Linked DNA regions of Podarcis muralis: region 2 is linked to region 1. Evidence: chromatin contacts called from public Hi-C data. All regions are on one chromosome and are shown on one strand. The core of a region is the stretch at or near the end of the contact, and the rest is flanking DNA. Distances in the headings are between cores, read along the strand shown.

Region 1 (3,811 bases), core at 628-3,127:
TTTACTTTCTTTTTTGTTTCTATGTTATGTATTTTTGTGTTTCCATGTTGCAAACTGCCCCGCGATCCTCGGATGGCGGGCAGCAAAGAAATTGAATGAATAAATACGACAAGGCTGATTTGACACAATGAGTTTGCCTTTTTCCTCCTCCCTCCTGACCCCTCTTCCTTTTGTGTCGCTAAATTGCGAGTCTGACCATTTGAAAGCGGCACTGGGCCCCCTTGCCTCTTAGCACGCCCCCCTCTCCAGAGAACCCCGCTTTGATATAAAGGTAAGGGGACCCCTAACCATTAGGTCCAGTCGCGGACGACTCTGCGGTTGTGGCCGGCGTACATGTGGCCAGCAGGACTAAGCCACTTCTGGCGAACCAGAGCAGCGCACAGAAACGCCATTTACCTTACCTATTAATCTACTTGCACTTTGACATGCTTTCGAACTCCTAGGTGGGCAGGAACAGGGACCGAGCAACGGGAGCTCACCCCGTCGTGGGGATTCGAAGTGCCGACCTTCTGATCGGCAAGTCCTAGGCTCTGTGGTTTAACCCACAGCACCACCCGCGTCCCATATATATATGTGTGTGTGTGTGTGTGTATAAAACAACCCTCCAGGGTCTGAGTTTGCCTTTTTATTCCTCCCTCCCAGCCCCACTTCCTTTTGTGTCGCGTCTCCTCAACGCCAAGTTCCCAGGGAGCGGAAGTCCCGCCAAAGAAAAGAAGGGAGGAAAGCTCAGAGGCCAGAGGGATGGGCTCCCCCGGCCTCCATTTGCCCGGCCCGCGCTTCCCTTCCTTCTCCCTACCCGGCCCGTTTCTCCCCCGAGCGAGAGCGGAGTCCTCCAAGTGCCCGACACCGAGTCTCCCACGGCTAGAGCGGCAGGTCGAGAGGAAACCCGGAAGAGAAAAGAGCCATAGAGTGCGCCAGGCTAGAGGGGCAGGAAAAAACCATAGAGGCTTTCTTTTCCCCGCGGGGGAAACAAAGCCACCTTCGTCCCAGCCGGGAGAGACTCTCGGCCTTTCTCTTTACTTGTTTTAGAGGCTTCTGAGCAGTCCCTGGAGGCGGAAATTACCCCCGCGCTCCTTCTTGGATTGGGCCTTCCTAGTAAGGGCAAGGAAAAAGGGCAGCGGCTTCAACGGTCGCTACTGGGCAGGCGCGTTAGGGACTGCGCACGCGCAATAGCACTCAGGCCAAGAGGAAAGGGAGCATTGTTGCGATATGAAACTTAGGGCGCCCAACATCAGGAAGATGCGCTTGTCTTCCTTGGGTGTTCTAGTGTTAATAATAATAATATAATAAATTTTAGTGTTAGGAGAGAGGGGAAAGCAGCAGTCCAGTTTGCACGCTTTACCTGGGAGGAATTCCCGAGGAAGTCAATGGGACTTACTTCCGAGTAGACCTGCCCCAGATTGCACTGCTCAAAAAATTGCACCGGCTCAGCGGCTGCAGTAAGGAAGTCCGATCCTGAATTACCAAAGATAAAACAAACATTAACACGAGCAGCTCGCGAGGAATAACTCCCCCCCGCAAAAAATACGGAGAAAAAGCTGGCGATTGTGCGTTCCTCGGGGCAGGGACCTTTGCCTGGGTCACCTGCCTCTTTTCAACACGTAACAAAAAGGGACCTGCTGCAAAAATATATTAATATTTAAGCTGGGGGTGATCTGGCTACGAGCACAGTTATTATTTTCATTTTTTCGTACGGTATGCAGTATAGAAATTTAGTTAACTATGCCGCTCTTGGTGGAGTACACAGTAAAAAACAAAGCATAAGAGCAGTGCTTTTTTCTGGGGGAACGCAGACCCCTAATAATAATAATAATAATAATAATAATAATAATAATAATTTATTTACCCCGCCCATCTGGCTGAATTTCCCCAGCCACTCTGGGCGGCTCCCCATCCCTAAACATTTGGTGAATCTTTGTACTTTTGTCCATTGACTGCATTTATTTCCCCCGATCTCAACTAGAAAACGGTGATTTTCGTGAGTCAAAATGACAGTAAACCCCTAAACATTTTTTTTAGGAAAGCATTGCGTAAAGAATGGTTTGGAGAGTTTCAATTGGAAAGCGCCGCGCGGCTGCAAGAACGGGGCTCTCTGCACGTGCTCAGAGGCACTCTTGCTGGCTCTGGAAGGCAGGCAGCTGGGCGCGCCCCTTTCCGGCCCGGGCTCGCTCCCGCCTCCAGCTGGCCGGGCTCCTCCTCCTCCCCGTCCGCCCCGGGGAAGGAAGGGCGGCGGCGGCAGCGCGCAGAGCCGGAGGGGCGCGCAGGGATCCGGCCATGGGGATCTCCAGGCTGGCCGAGCTGATCCGGGAGGAGGCGCCGGACGCCGTGAGCTCCGTCCAGCTGGAAGACTACCGGGGTGAGCGCTGCCGCCGCCGCCTTTTGCGCCCATCCTGCATCTCCCAGACTACAGGCATCCCCAAACTCGGTGCGCAATTGTAGTTTTGGAACTACAATTCCCATCATCCCTGACCACCGGTCCTGTTAGCTAGGGATGATGGGAGTTGTAGTCCCAAAACAGCTGGAGGGCTGAGTTTGGGGGTGCCTGTCCCAGAGGATCGCGGACATCTCGGCCGGTTGGGCTGGATGATGACCTTTGGGTCTCTGGTGCAAGTTAAAGCTGGGTGCTCCATCTCTTTTGGAACTACAGTTCCCATCATCCCTGACCACTGGTCCTGTTAGCTAGGGATGATGGGAGTTGTAGTCCCAAAACAGCTGGAGGGCTGAGTTTGGGGGTGCCTGTCCCAGAGGATCATGGGCATTGCAGCTGGTTGGGCTGGATGATGACCTTGGGTCTTTGGTGCAAGTTAAAGCTGGGCGCTCCATCTGTTTTGGAACTACAGTTCCCATCATCCCTGACCACCGGTCCTGTTAGCTAGGGATGATGGGAGTTGTAGTCCCAAAACAGCTGGAGGGCTGAGTTTGGGGGTGCCTGTCCCAGAGGATCACGAGCATCTCCGCCGGTTGGGCTCTATGATGACCTTTGGGTCTCTGGTGCAAGTTAAAGCTGGGTGCTCCATCTGTTTTGGAACTACAATTCCCATCATCCCTGACCACCGGTCCTGTTAGCTAGGGATGATGGGAGTTGTAGTCCCAAAACAGCTGGAGGTCTGAGTTTGGGGGTGCCTGTCCCAGAGGATCATGGGCATTGCAGCTGGTTGGGCTGGATGATGACCTTGGGTCTTTGGTGCAAGTTAAAGCTGGGCGCTCCATCTGTTTTGGAACTACAGTTCCCATCATCCCTGACCACCGGTCCTGTTAGCTAGGGATGATGGGAGTTGTAGTCCCAAAGCATCTGGAAGGCTGAGTTTGGGGGTGCCTTTTCCCAGAGGATCGTGGGCATCTCAGCCAGTTGGATGATGACCTTTGGGTCTCTGGTGCAAGTAAAGCTTTGCCAGGGCGGGAACAGCATCTCCTTACAAAACTTCTAATGTAATTTGTTGATTACAGTTGCTCTTCAAATAATTCACATACAGTGGTACCTCGGGTTAAGTACTTAATTCGTTCCGGAGGTCTGTTCTTAACCTGAAACTGTTCTTAACCTGAAGCACCACTTTAGCTAATGGGGCCTCCTGCTGCCGCCGGAGCCCGATTTCTGTTCTTATCCTGAAGCAAAGTTCTTAACCTGAAGCACTATTTCTGGGTTAGCGGAGTCTGTAACCTGAAGCCTATGTAACCTGAAGCATACGTAACTCGAGGTACCACTGCATAGGCGCCGACTCCATGGGGCTTGAGGGGGCCCGAGCCCCCTCAAAAATTCGTTTGGGGGGCTCCGCCCCCCCAATAATCTCCGGCGCCCCTCCAGCAGAGCGCC
Region 2 (3,781 bases), core at 385-2,884, 330 kb before region 1:
GGTGAGGAATTTAATAGTAGTAGGTTTGATCTTCTTGCAGTCCATGGGACTCTCAAGAGTCTCCTCCAGCACCAGAATTCAAAAGCATCCATTCTTCAGTGATCAGCCTCCTTTATGGTCCAGCTCTCACTTCCATACGTCACTACGGGGAAAACTATAGCTTTAACTATACGGACCTTTGTTGGCAAGGTGATGCCTCTACTGTCTAGGTTTGTCACTGCTTTTCTCCCAAGGAGCAGGCGTCTTTTAATTTCGTGACTGCTCTCACCATCTGCAGTGATCATGGAGCCCAAGAAAGTAAAATCTCCCACTCCCTCCATTTCTTCCCCTTCTGTTTGCCAGGAGGTGATGGGACCAGTGGCCATGATCTTAGTCTTTTTGATGTTGAGCTTCAGACCATATTTTGCACTCTCCTCTTTCACCCTCAATAAAAGGTTTTTTAATTCCTCCTCACTTTCTGCCATCAAGGTTGTGTCATCTGCATATTTGAGGTTGTTGTTATTTCTTACAGCAATCTTAATTCCGGCTTGGGATTCATCCAGTCCAGCCTTTCGCATGATGAATTCTGCATATAAGTTAAATAAGCAGGGGGACAATATACAGCCTTGTCGCACTCCTTTCCCAATTTTGAACCAATCAGTTGTTCCATATCCAGTTCTAACTGTAGCTTCTTGTCCCACATAGAGATTTCTCAGGAGACAGATGAGGTGATCAGGCACTCCCATTTCTTTAAGAACTTGCCATAGTTTGCTGTGGTCGACACAGTCAAAGGCTTTTGCATAGTCAATGAAGCAGAAGTAGATGTCTTTCTGGAACTCTCTAGCTTTCTCCATAATCCAGCGCATGTTTGCAATTTGGTCTCTGGTTCCTCTGCCTCTTCTAAATCCAGCTTGCACTTCTGGGAGTTCTCAATCCACATACTGCTTGAGCCTTCCTTGTAGAATTTTAAGCATAACCTTGCTAGCATGTGAAATGAGTGCAATTGTGCGGTAGTTGGAGCATTCTTTGGCACTGCCCTTCTTTGGGATTGGGATGTAGACTGATCTTCTCCAATCCTCTGGCCACTGCTGAGTTTTCCAAACTTGCTGGCATATTGAGTGTAGCACCTTAACAGCATCATCTTAGTGTCCTTTATTGGCAGCGCTGGACGCGGCTTGTCAAGTACTGAAACGAGATGATGACCTCTTGCTGTTTTCTACTTCTATGGTCCCCTGACCCAAAGGGGACACAGTTTCAATGAAGTCCTTATGAACACTACCGGTACTCGGTCGAACTCTGCCTCTTCAAAGCAAAGTGAGCCTGCGCCGTTGTTGGCATCCCTCTGTCTCGAGAGACAACGGAGGGGTGCGCCTTTGGGGGTTGAATCCTGCACCGCTAGAGAAGTAAAAAAGGATAGAGCGGCGCCACTCTACGCTTGTGCCAAAGCCCGCTTTCGATCGACAACCGGAAGTCTCGGCCTTTGCAGAGAGACTGTGCCCTTTGACTGAGCGAAGTTAAGATGGGCGGGGTATAAATAATAAATTATTATTATTATAAATTATTATAACCGAGAGGCGCCGCCTAGAAGGGCCGCGAAGCCTCACCGACGGAGCGCCTTTTCCGGTCTGAAAGGGAGGCTTTCCTCGTTTCCCTCTCCTTGACCGGAAGTGTACCTGCGCTCATGGTCTGGGCCTGGTTCCGTTTCTCTGAGGGCGGCGGCGGCGTTTCCGCTCTCGCTGTTGGCCGCGGAAACGGGAGAAGCGGAGCGGCTGGACTTTTATGTGGGTCCCGCGAGCGGCGGGGAAGGAGAGGGAGGGGGGCGGAAAGGGGCGGCGCAGCGGCGCCCTCTAGCGGCTGAAGCGCGGAAGGGGCGGTGGGGAGGGGGTTGCCATGGCAACGGAGGGGAAGCTGGACCACTCGCCTCGGGGATGCTGCCAGGGAGGCTGGCAACCCAGTGATGCTGAGTCCTGCTGGTGCCACAGGGGTTCTTGTGGGGGCTGGGGAAGCTTCGTTTTTGGGAAGTAGGGGGGTGACACAATGTAGGTCTGTGAGCTTCCGTGTACATTTGGCATTTATTCAATTATTCTGAATTCATACCCTGCACGATTGCCAAAACAAGAACGCCCCAAAGTGGTTTACGAAAAAAAGGTTAAAATAATAATAATAATAATAATTTTTATTTATACCCCGCCCTCCCCAGCCAAGGCTAACAAGCTAACAAGCGATAATAAAAACAAGTTGAATGAACACAACTTAAAAACAAGATTAAGATGCAACATTAATAAATAAATAAATAAATAAATTTTATTTATATCCCGCCCTCCCCAGCCGAAGCTGGGCTCAGGGCGGCTAACAACAATAAAAATAATCCAACATTCTAAAACATTCATTATAAAATTAATTGAAACATTAGAATGCAGCCTCATCGCAGGGGGGGAAAGAAAGAGGGGGAGGGAATCAAATTGGCTCCGAGCCAAAGGCCAGGCGGAACAACTCTGCCTTACAGGCCCTGCGGAAAGAAATCAGATAACAAGACCACAAAGGCACCGAAAAGAGTACAGTGAAGGACCTGCCTGATGTCAGTAGGCAGGGAGTTCCAAAGTGTAGGTGCCACCACACTAAAAGATCAAGTTCTTACAAATGTGGAATGGGTGTTTTGTGGGACCTGCAACAGTGCCGGTTCCACTGGGCTGGTCAAACAAATATTCTGATCTGCTAGAAAGGAGCTTCCTAGGTTACAGGATCTAATGTATCCAGTATCCTCTTCTCACAGTGGCCGACCAGATGCCCAGTATGGGAAGCCTGCAAGCAAGACCTGAGTTCAAGAGCATGCTCTGCTCCTGAGGTTTCCAGCAGCTGTTATTCAGAGGCACACTGCCTTTAACAGCAGAAGCAGAGTATAACCCTTGTGGCTAGTTGCCGCTGGTAGCTGTTTTCTCCATGAATTTGTCTAATTCTCTTTTAAAGCCATCCAAGTTGGTGGTCATCGCTATCTTTTGTGGGAACAAACTCCGTAGTTTAGCTGTGCGTTATATGAATAAATGCTTTATTTTGTCTGTCCTGAATCTTTCAGCATTAAGTTTTATTGGAGGTCCACAATTTCTAGTCTTTTGAGAAAGGGAGAAAAACTCTACCCATTTTCTCCATATCATGCATGAATTTATATACCTCCATCCTGTTGGAAAACTCTGATCAGATTCTATTAGCGTACTCTAAGGATTAAATAGGGACGCGGGTGGCGCTGTGGGTAAAACCTCAGTGCCTAGGACTTGCCGATCGCATGGTCGGCGGTTCGAATCCCCGCAGCAGGGTGAGCTCCCGTCTTTCGGTCCCAGCGCCTGCCAACCTAGCAGTTCGAAAGCACCCTCGGGTGCAAGTAGATAAATAGGGACCGCTTACTAACGGGAAGGTAAACGGCGTTTCCGTGTGCGGCTCTGGCTCGCCAGATGCAGCTTGTCACGCTGGCCACGTGACCCGGAAGTGTCTCTGGACAGCGCTGGCCCCCGGCCTCTTAAGTGAGATGAGCGCACAACCCTAGAGTCGGACACGACTGGCCCGTACGGGCAGGGGTACCTTTACCTTTAAGGATTAAATGCTAACTGCTGATAAAATTATATACATTAAGGACCGAGCACATGTAAAAACTCAATGGTAAAGTGGGTGTTTTGAATACATTGTTGTGTCCAACAGAGAAGGTAGGCAGGAGATGATTAATGGCTATTAAAGGTCTATTATGTCCTTCCTGCTTACAGCCCATGGTAAAATAAAATGATTCCAGTACCATATTGTGTCATTTTAAAGC

The links. A called contact is a pair of places that touch in the nucleus more often than the background predicts.
Region 2: a contact with region 1 is called in a Hi-C map of tail, with 4 times the contacts expected there. The contact joins the promoter of SLC33A2 here to the promoter of LOC114600152 in region 1. A contact is called at or near these places in 2 of 3 Hi-C or Micro-C datasets (blood and tail).

Annotation. Positions count from the first base shown.
Region 1 is chr8:1,721,555-1,725,365 of rPodMur119.hap1.1, reverse strand. It overlaps LOC114600152 (putative flap endonuclease 1 homolog), which reads left to right and starts at 1,877. Exons shown (of 13, transcript XM_028735979.2): 1 at 1,877-2,356. The coding sequence starts at 2,038. TMEM276 (transmembrane protein 276) reads right to left here and starts at 904. Exons shown (of 4, transcript XM_077932669.1): 1 at 797-904.
Region 2 is chr8:2,049,706-2,053,486 of rPodMur119.hap1.1, reverse strand. It overlaps SLC33A2 (solute carrier family 33 member 2), which reads left to right and starts at 1,634. Exons shown (of 6, transcript XM_028735997.2): 1 at 1,634-1,760.